2 separate regions of the Cricetulus griseus genome follow, and region 1 is linked to region 2. A link is a contact called in public Hi-C data. All regions are on one chromosome and are shown on one strand. The core of a region is the stretch at or near the end of the contact, and the rest is flanking DNA. Distances in the headings are between cores, read along the strand shown. Region 1 overlaps Zhx3 (zinc fingers and homeoboxes protein 3). Region 2 holds the start of Lpin3 (phosphatidate phosphatase LPIN3).

What was found. Hi-C and Micro-C count contacts between places; a contact is called where the count stands out from the background.
Region 1: a contact with region 2 is called in a Hi-C map of liver, with 2.3 times the contacts expected there. The contact joins the enhancer-like site here to the promoter of Lpin3 in region 2. A contact is called at or near these places in 2 of 8 Hi-C or Micro-C datasets (the CHO-K1 cell line and liver).

Annotation. Positions count from the first base shown.
Region 1 is chr6:18,744,186-18,748,216 of CriGri-PICRH-1.0, forward strand. Zhx3 (zinc fingers and homeoboxes protein 3) reads left to right here. Exons shown (of 5, transcript XR_004770600.1): 5 at 1,659-2,944. Among named protein-coding and RNA genes, the nearest start is that of Plcg1, 34 kb to the right of the region's middle. Within about 2 kb of position 2,281, at least 1 of the 6 cell types and tissues checked has open chromatin away from gene starts, as enhancers often do.
Region 2 is chr6:18,593,060-18,597,283 of CriGri-PICRH-1.0, forward strand. Lpin3 (phosphatidate phosphatase LPIN3) reads right to left here and starts at 1,594. Exons shown (of 22, transcript XM_035446544.1): 1 at 1,424-1,594.

The DNA of each region.
Region 1 (4,031 bases), core at 1,031-3,530, 150 kb after region 2:
AGTTGGGTGAGACCAGGTAGACTTCTGCCCTATCCTCCAGTCTGTCCCCAGCTGGCCTTGGTTATGGCCTGCCAGGAAGCTTAGCAGCACTCTCCAGCCCCTGATGGCTCTCAGAGAGTTGACTTATTCTGTCAGTAGCTATGCTCCACCTGTACCCCATTCTCCCTGCTAGCCCTAGTTCGCCGGCCACAGAGTTGCCTTGTGTGGAGAGTGGGAGGCAGCCTTTCTGGTTAGTCTCTTGTGTTCCTGCCTTTCATCTTCCTTGTCTCTGTATGGACCAAAACCCTCAGTTTCACTACCACAGCCCAAGTGCATAAAAGGCGCTTCCTGGGAAACCAGCCAAGAAGAAAATCCTAAAACAAAACTTAGAATTTGTGTCTTTCCTAAAGCCCCCACCCTTTCCCTGCTGTTCCCCAGGGAAGAATGTTGGTTCCACCCACTTTTGCAGAGGAATTTGTATCACATTCACTTGCAAAGTTCAACTGTCTGTAGGAGTCTTCTAGATATATGAAGGTCTTTGGTTAGGTCATCCTGGCCAAGGTTTGGCAGGCTGCCTGGTTTTCCTTACTCCAGACTGAAACCCCCTCATCAGCATCCTTGACTTAGCCTCCCCTTCTTTTTCTCAAGAGCTAGCTCACTGCTCACCACCATCTGCCCAGACCATTAGGGGGTGATTTCCATGTGTTCTAGCACTGGAGCCTAAAGGGCTTCTCTAAGCATAGGCATTTCTGAGACTTCAATCTGCATTATCCACACTGCAGTTTGCTCTACTCTGGTTCAGTGGAGCAGGTAAATGACTGAGCTGTATATTGCAGGGCTAATGAGGCTGTTGGGAGTCTTCAGTGGAATGTCTGGGCTTGGTATTGACTGAGTAATATGACAGAACTGATTATACTGCTTGCTGTTTCAACTGCTACCAGTTTTATTAGCTAGAAATCCAAATGGAACTGAGTCCTCAGAATGCATTTTTGCAGGAGTTTGTGTTCCTAGTGCCTGGCCACTAAGGGTAGCTGCATGGAGTGGCAAGCCCAGGTGCACTCAGCCCAGAACCTGCACGTGGTCAGGAAGCTCACAGGGTGTATGGTGTTAGGACTGAGAACCTGCTTTGGGGTCTGAATGTTTGTCAACACTAGCCAGCAATTTTATGGACTTAGCCTTTCAGACCTGAAAAACAGTGCAGGTTCTTCTGAGTCAGGGTCTAGCAGGAGCACCTCTTCCCAAGTCAACTGAAGTCTGGAGCAATGTGGGAATCCAGAGGTTGGGAATGAGACCAAGGCAGATCCTGGCTGCCAAAGGACAGAAGTAGGTACCTGCTTCCTTTTTCAGAGTTGTGATTTGCAGGGCTGAATGGATTTAGTGTAGTTACTACTCGAATGTCTCTGCCCTCCTTGCGCTAGACATTGCTCCTACTCTGGTAGGAACCAGGCAGAGCAGAGGGAGAACAGCTATTTGGCAGGGACTGTTTGCTGCATGGTATCTTCCTGCTGTTTACAAGGGTGGGCAGATGGCAAGTCAGGACACCCGAGAGTGACCTGCACATTTACCTGCTATCAGTGCCTCTTTTGTCAAGAGATTGGTGTACTGTGCACATAGATGGGCACCTGTGTGTTAATAGCTTTTCTTGGTCAATGCCTTTTGACTTGTATTTCCTTCTACAGAAGGTGGGTCATTTCAGAATTACTCTGTACATCTGGAGTTGAAGGTAAAATGTCTATGATAAAGCCTGCTCAGACACTGAATATAGAAAGAATTGCCAGTGCTCAATCCTTCTCAAGCAAGTCCCAGAAGCAACACTGTACATCCGGCGAAAGTCTGTAATAATGTGGTCCCCTCTAACCTGCAGTTTGTGCTTAGAGAGGCTTTGTTCTTGTAGCTTCTTTGGCTCAGGGTTAGGGCCCCAAGTGAGGCAATTGGCTGCAGTGAGAGCCAGCCTCCATTCCTTAGCAGGGTTCCAGCATGTGTTGGGTTGCTCCTTTTGAAACTGGGTGGGCCAAGGGCAGCAGTGGTCACTAGGGCAGTGATCTCTCTCCCATGCTTCTAAGTAGCCTGCTTTGTTCAGCTTTGCCAGGAAGGTCAGACTGTGTCATAATGTTATTAAACAGAGTAAACGGGCCAACCTTTCTCTGGCCCCTGCTGACTATTGTTCTTTGAGTTGTCTTGACACAGCCCTTGGGGAGTTGGGAAGGCTGCCAAGGGCCTGCAGAGTCCTTGCTGATAATGTCCTGGGGTTCCTAGTCCTCAAGAACCTACTTTCTGTTTTGATCTCAGTATGGACGGCTTTGTTCTCAGGGGCCAGACTGCTGAGCCGTGTGACGGGGGACAACTTGAACAGTCTGCTTTTGACGTGCTTCCTGTCTCCCAGGAACAGTTTCAGTGACTATCCTGGTGCTAAGTGAGGGGCAGCTGTCCTGTGTAATGGCAGGGTGTCACCTGCTACTGTGACCAGCTATGAGAGCAAAGTGAGAAATAGCTTATTCTGTCACATGGGCCTTTGTGGAGTGGGAATTTTTTGTGTGACCCTGGCTGGCCTGAAACTCACTTTATAGACCTGGCTGGCCTCAAACTTGAACACTCTTCCTGCCTCTGCCTCTGCCTCCCAAGCACTGAGGTACAGGTAGCATGGGCCACACTTGGCTGGAGTGTGGGAATGAATCCTTTACCCAGGAAACACCTGAATAGAAGCCGGCCTTTGCCTTTGGTGTAGGCTGTGTGGTGGAAGGTGTGTAGCTGGCCTCCTGGGACTGAGTCTCTGGGCCTCCTAAGGTCCCCCATGGGGATGCTGCTATTTCTAAGATGCAAATTGCACATTTCCTAGATTTTGTATCTGCAAATTTGGGTAAAGGGATGGGATGAGGGACAAAATTGCTTATGTAGTTTGAATGGGCCTCAGTGGTACTTCCAATCTTTTGACTGTTCCTAAATAAAACTGTACAGACATTTCTAATCTGCTGACTGTGTGTGTGTATGTGTGTGTGTGTGTGTGTGTGTGTGTGTGTATGTGTGGTGGTGGTGATTAATAAAAAGCTAAAAACCCTTATATTTACTTATTTATTTATGCAAGTCTGACCTTAAAATTGATAAATATTGGGACTTCCCTCAGCACCCCAGGGAAACATTCCAATTCACTTGTCTTCTGCGAGCTCACTGTATAGCTTCCATGTGAAACGACTGTGGAGTTTTAAAATTGTGCTGAGTCAAACAAGTCTAATCTTAGAGCCATAGGACATGGGCAGGTTTTTTTGTGTTCTTTTCTTTTTCTGGTGAAAATTGTCAGTAGGACATGCTGTTTGGTAAGGTGGGCTTGCCACTATGCAGGAAGACCCAGGAGCCTTCTAGAAGACCAGGGTCAAACCCACACCTCTAAGATGTAAGGCAACTGAAGTTTGTTGGGATGACCACACTGGCCTAACATATCCCAAAATAAACCCACCTGGGAAAGAACAAGGGTATCAGTTAAACAGCATCAGGGTCTACTGTTTCACAAGGCCAGCTTGGGTCCTAAAGGAGTTGCTTTGTGTTGGATCTAAAGGCCAGGTCACTGGACTGACTAAACTAGTGTAATATCATGGTGCGATCTCAAGTCCTGGGTGGAGACAGCAGCAGCAGCCAGCTGGGAGTGCACTATTCCTAAGAAACAGGCTGGCCCATGGGTATACATCCTCTGGGGAAGCCTCTAAGGGCCATATCCAATTCATTAAAATGCTTGGAGGTCTGGGCTTGCTTTGGTCACTAAGTTAGTTTGGTAAGGTAACTTCACACCTACTCCCCACCCCTCAATACATCTGATATGGTCAGAGGTAAAAGACAAGTTGAATGACAAGTGGCTGTCTAGTCCCAGTCCTCAGCTGAAGTTCAGGGTGAGTCTGGCCACAAGTGACAACCCCCCACCCCCATTCTAAAGGCACGGCTACCTGTAAATGAATTTTCTTAGTAAAGGTTACAAACTGTTTCTGCCTCCTAACCCCAGGGTTTTCAGTGCTGTGGCGGAGGCAGAATGTCCCTGAACTTGTAAGGCAATGATCTCTTGGTAA
Region 2 (4,224 bases), core at 344-2,843:
GACCCACCTGCCTGTGCTCCCACAGTGCTAGGATTAAAGATGTGTGCCACCATGCCTGGCCTGAGACTATGTATTAAAAAAAAAAAGATTCTTCACAGACTAGAGAGATGGCTCAGCCATTAAGAATGTTTACTGCTCTTCCAGAGGACCTGGGTTCAGTTCCCAGCACCCAGCACCCATATGGCAGAAGTAACTCCAGATTCAGAAGATCACACGCCCTCATCTGGCCTCTGTGGGCACTGCATATATGTGGAGCACATATAGTCACACAAGCTCACACAAATACACATAAATAATAAATAAATGAAATTTTAAAAAATCCTTCAAGACTCACCAACCTCCCAACACAAAAAGTCTCCACACACCAAACTCTACAAGGCAGAAGAGCTGAACATCCGTGACTTCACAGGCTGTTTCTGCCACATGACTCCCAGCTCATGGCACTGGTGCTTCCTCCATCAAGAGAGTGAACTTTCTGTTGGTACTCACGGGGCTTTCTCACCAATATCACAACTACTCGAAGGTCACCTCAGTAGAGCCTCCTCTGCCTCTCCCAAATTATATCCCTTCTCTGTTCTTTCCCAGCATCCAGAATCTCTTCCATGGGTCTGGGGAGATGGCTTAGTAGGTCATGTGCTTGTTTTGCCCCGACCCTCGTGTGAAAGCTGGATGTAGAAGCAGTATGTGTCTATAGCTCTGGTTACAGAGCAGCTGTGTGTTGGGGGAAGGGATACAGGGACAGCAGTAGTGGGTATAGACACGGGAGAATCCCAGGGGCTCTCTGGCCAATCAATATAGCTTAAATAGCTCTAGGTTCAGTAGAGACACTGTCTCCAAAAAGTAAAATGAAGAGCAATGGAGGAAGACGATGGCTTCTACATATGCAAACAAGTGAGCACACCAACACGGAACTCATCCCGGTGAGTATGCATGCCTGCACACACGCGGATCACTCCTCCACATGCTATTGTAACTTCTTGATGATAGCTGGTGTTTGTCTCCCTCCACAGGAACATGGCCCCTGGGAGGACAAGATGTTTGGTCTGTCTTCACTAATCTATCTTAAGATCAGGGTCTGGCACACACTAGGCCTCCAGTAAAAATCAGTGAACCTGGAATCACACCTTCAATTGTCCTGCCTCCATCCCAGACTCAGTTCCCCTTGTATTTGCCACTGGCTTCTTTACCCAGGACACTGGAACCTACCCCAGGGAGCAAGACTTGTCAGGTATCTGCCTGCCTCAGGGCCTTGAGAGGATGCCGGTTGTTTGACCTTGTGTCCCTGCCAAGTTGCCAGCGTGTGTGAAATGATAAATTCCAGCCTATTGTTATTATTGATTTTGAGGGCTATGCTAAGAGGGTAAAAGAACAGCAGACAGGTGGGGAGAGTTGGGAGTCAGAGTGGGGAGAAAAATGCACTCACAGCCTTCCTGAGATCCCGCTCTGTGGCTTCCTAGCAGAGCTCAGAGCAGCAGCCAGCAGCAAACCAGGGCTATGTGCCACGTATCATGAGCATGAGCCACGTGGCAGAAACAGGCCTGTTGAATCATAGAACGCTCGCTCGGCTTCTACTGGCTTGTAGAGTTTGGTGTGTGGAGTATTTTTGCTTTTTACAGTCCAGCTGTCTGTAATGATTTCCTTCCGTGGCCTTGTTCACTAAAGTGTCCCTGAGTAACTAGCTGAGTCACTGCATTCCTTGCTGTTTAGGACACTGGCCCAAGCACCAAGGACCAGTTCTTTCATGGACGTGGGACCTTTGTGGGCTCCAAAGAGTGCCCAGGGAAGACAGAACAAAGAACTCCCATCTCTAACTTGCACCTTTCCCCAGAAATATAATTTAGAAAACAAGTAAAAATAAAAATGAAAATCCATTTGTTAAATCACCAGGGAATGGCCACAGCCTGAAGAATTGTTTGTCAGTGATCATAAGGCCAGTGCCAAATTGGAATGGGTGGGACTTACTAGAAACCAAGGTCCATCTCTTAGTTGCAGTATGAAGGCCTGAAATCCAAATATAGAGAACTAACTCTCCAGCCACATAGTGGGAACTGTCAACCGGTTTGGCCCTCTGTAGTAGAAGAGCCAGTTCTTGGTAAAAACTCAGATATGCACATGGCCCATAGTGCAGCGTTTTCACTGCTGGGGTGGTCTCTGAGAAAGTTTACTCAGATCTGTAAAAATAAAAGGAGATTATTTGTTATAGTGTTGGAGATAGGTAGGGGATTTGGAGCAAAAGAAGCCCTAGGGACTGAGTAAACAAAATATTGTTGATGTATGTTGTTGCTTTAATTGTCAATTTGACACAGCTTAGAATCCCCTGGGAAGAAGAGTCTTAATGAGGGATTGTGTACATTGGGCATATCTGTGGGTATTGTCTTGCCTACTTGATGTAGGAAGACCCAGCCTACTATGAGTGGCACCATTCCCTAGGAAGAAGGTCCTGAACTGTGGGGAAATCTAGCCAAGCACAAGCAAGTACATAGGCATTAAATGTGCTGATTTCTTTTTGCCATTGACTGGATGTGGTATGACTATTTGACTAGCTGCCTTGACTTTCCCATGATAGGCTGTACCCTGAAATTATATGTAGGGGGAAAAAACTCCTTTCTTCCCTAGGTTTCTTTTGATCAGGATATTTTATCACAGCAACAGAAATGAAACTAAAACATGTGCCTTGAAATTCTGCATAGTAGTAAAAACAAACAAACAAACAAACAACCCCCCCAGAGCCCCGTAGATGAGCTGTAGTATAGCAGCATGCATGGAGCTTACAAAGTTAAAGTGGGAAAAGGGTAAAAGAGATTTTAAAATAATATTCCTTTTTTTACATTATTATATTTACATTATTTTTTTTTACAAATTTATTTTAATGCCATGTCAATTCAAAAACTGTTTAAGTTAGTGGGAGCCTTGGTTCCCTGGGACAGCATGCCAGATGTACAAATTGTAACCTTTCTCTACAAACCCCCAGGAGTATCCAAGTCCACAGTCTGAAAGTCAGTTCTCTTCAGTCTACTCCTTGGGTTCCTGGTTTTTCTTTCTTGGGAGGGAACTCAAAATATTTCAAACAGGAAGCTGGGCGTGGTGGCACACTCCTTTGATTCCAGGGCTCATGAAGCAGAGGCAGGTGGATCTCTGACTTTGAGGCCAGCCTGGTTTACATAGTTCCAGGACAGCCAGAGCTACATAGTGAGACTCTGTCTCAAACCAAAAAAAGGAAGAAAAAAAAATCAAATCTGGAACAAAAAACTCACAGTGGGATTTTCAATGTAGGTTCTAAGGTGGACCCTGAGAAAAACCCACTGGTTTGGGGGGGAGGGGAGGCAGAAGGTATGTGGTATGACTATTTGACTAGCTGCCTTGACTTTCCCATGATAGGCTGTACCCTGAAATTATATGTTTTAGGGGGAAAAAACTCCTTTCTTCCCTAGGTTTCTTTTGGTCAGGATATTTTATCACAGCATGGTGGGGATGATGACTGCTTTACAAGTGAAAATAAACAGGTAGATGCAGGGACTCTGCAAAACAAAAATGACTAATGAGAGATAAGAATCTTTTAATGGAGACTTCAGTATCTAAAATGGGAAGGGTCTAACCAGATACCCTTTATCATGAGGGATCTGCCACAGGTGAATATTCCTGTTTTATTAAGGCATAACTAATGTACAGCAAACCACACACATTTACAGGGTTCAATTTGAGCTTTAACATGGGTATGCAAGACCAAGATTAGGATAATGGTTGTATCCATCATGCCTCAAAATATGAAGTACACACACACACACACACACACACACACACACACACACACACACACGGGCAGATGTTTAATACCTCCTGTCAATTTTTTAAAAGTTATACAGTATATTTGCAATACAGTGTATTACTGTAATCCCGTGGTTATAAGAGTACATAATGTTTGAATACCCGGAAAAATATGAAAGAATAACTACTGTGGTGGCTTGAATAAGAATGGCCACCATAGACTCATATATGAATGCTTAGTCATCTGGGAGTGGAACTGTTTGAAAGGATTAGAAAGATTAGGAAGTGTGACTTTGTTGGAGGAAGTGTGTCACTAGGGATGGACTTTGAGATTTCAAAAGCCCACCCCAGACCCAGGCTTATTCTCTCTGCCTATGTGTGGATCAAAATGTAAATTTCTTAGCTCCAGAGCCATGTGTGCCTGCAGGCTACCATGCTCCCTGCCACGATGATAATGGA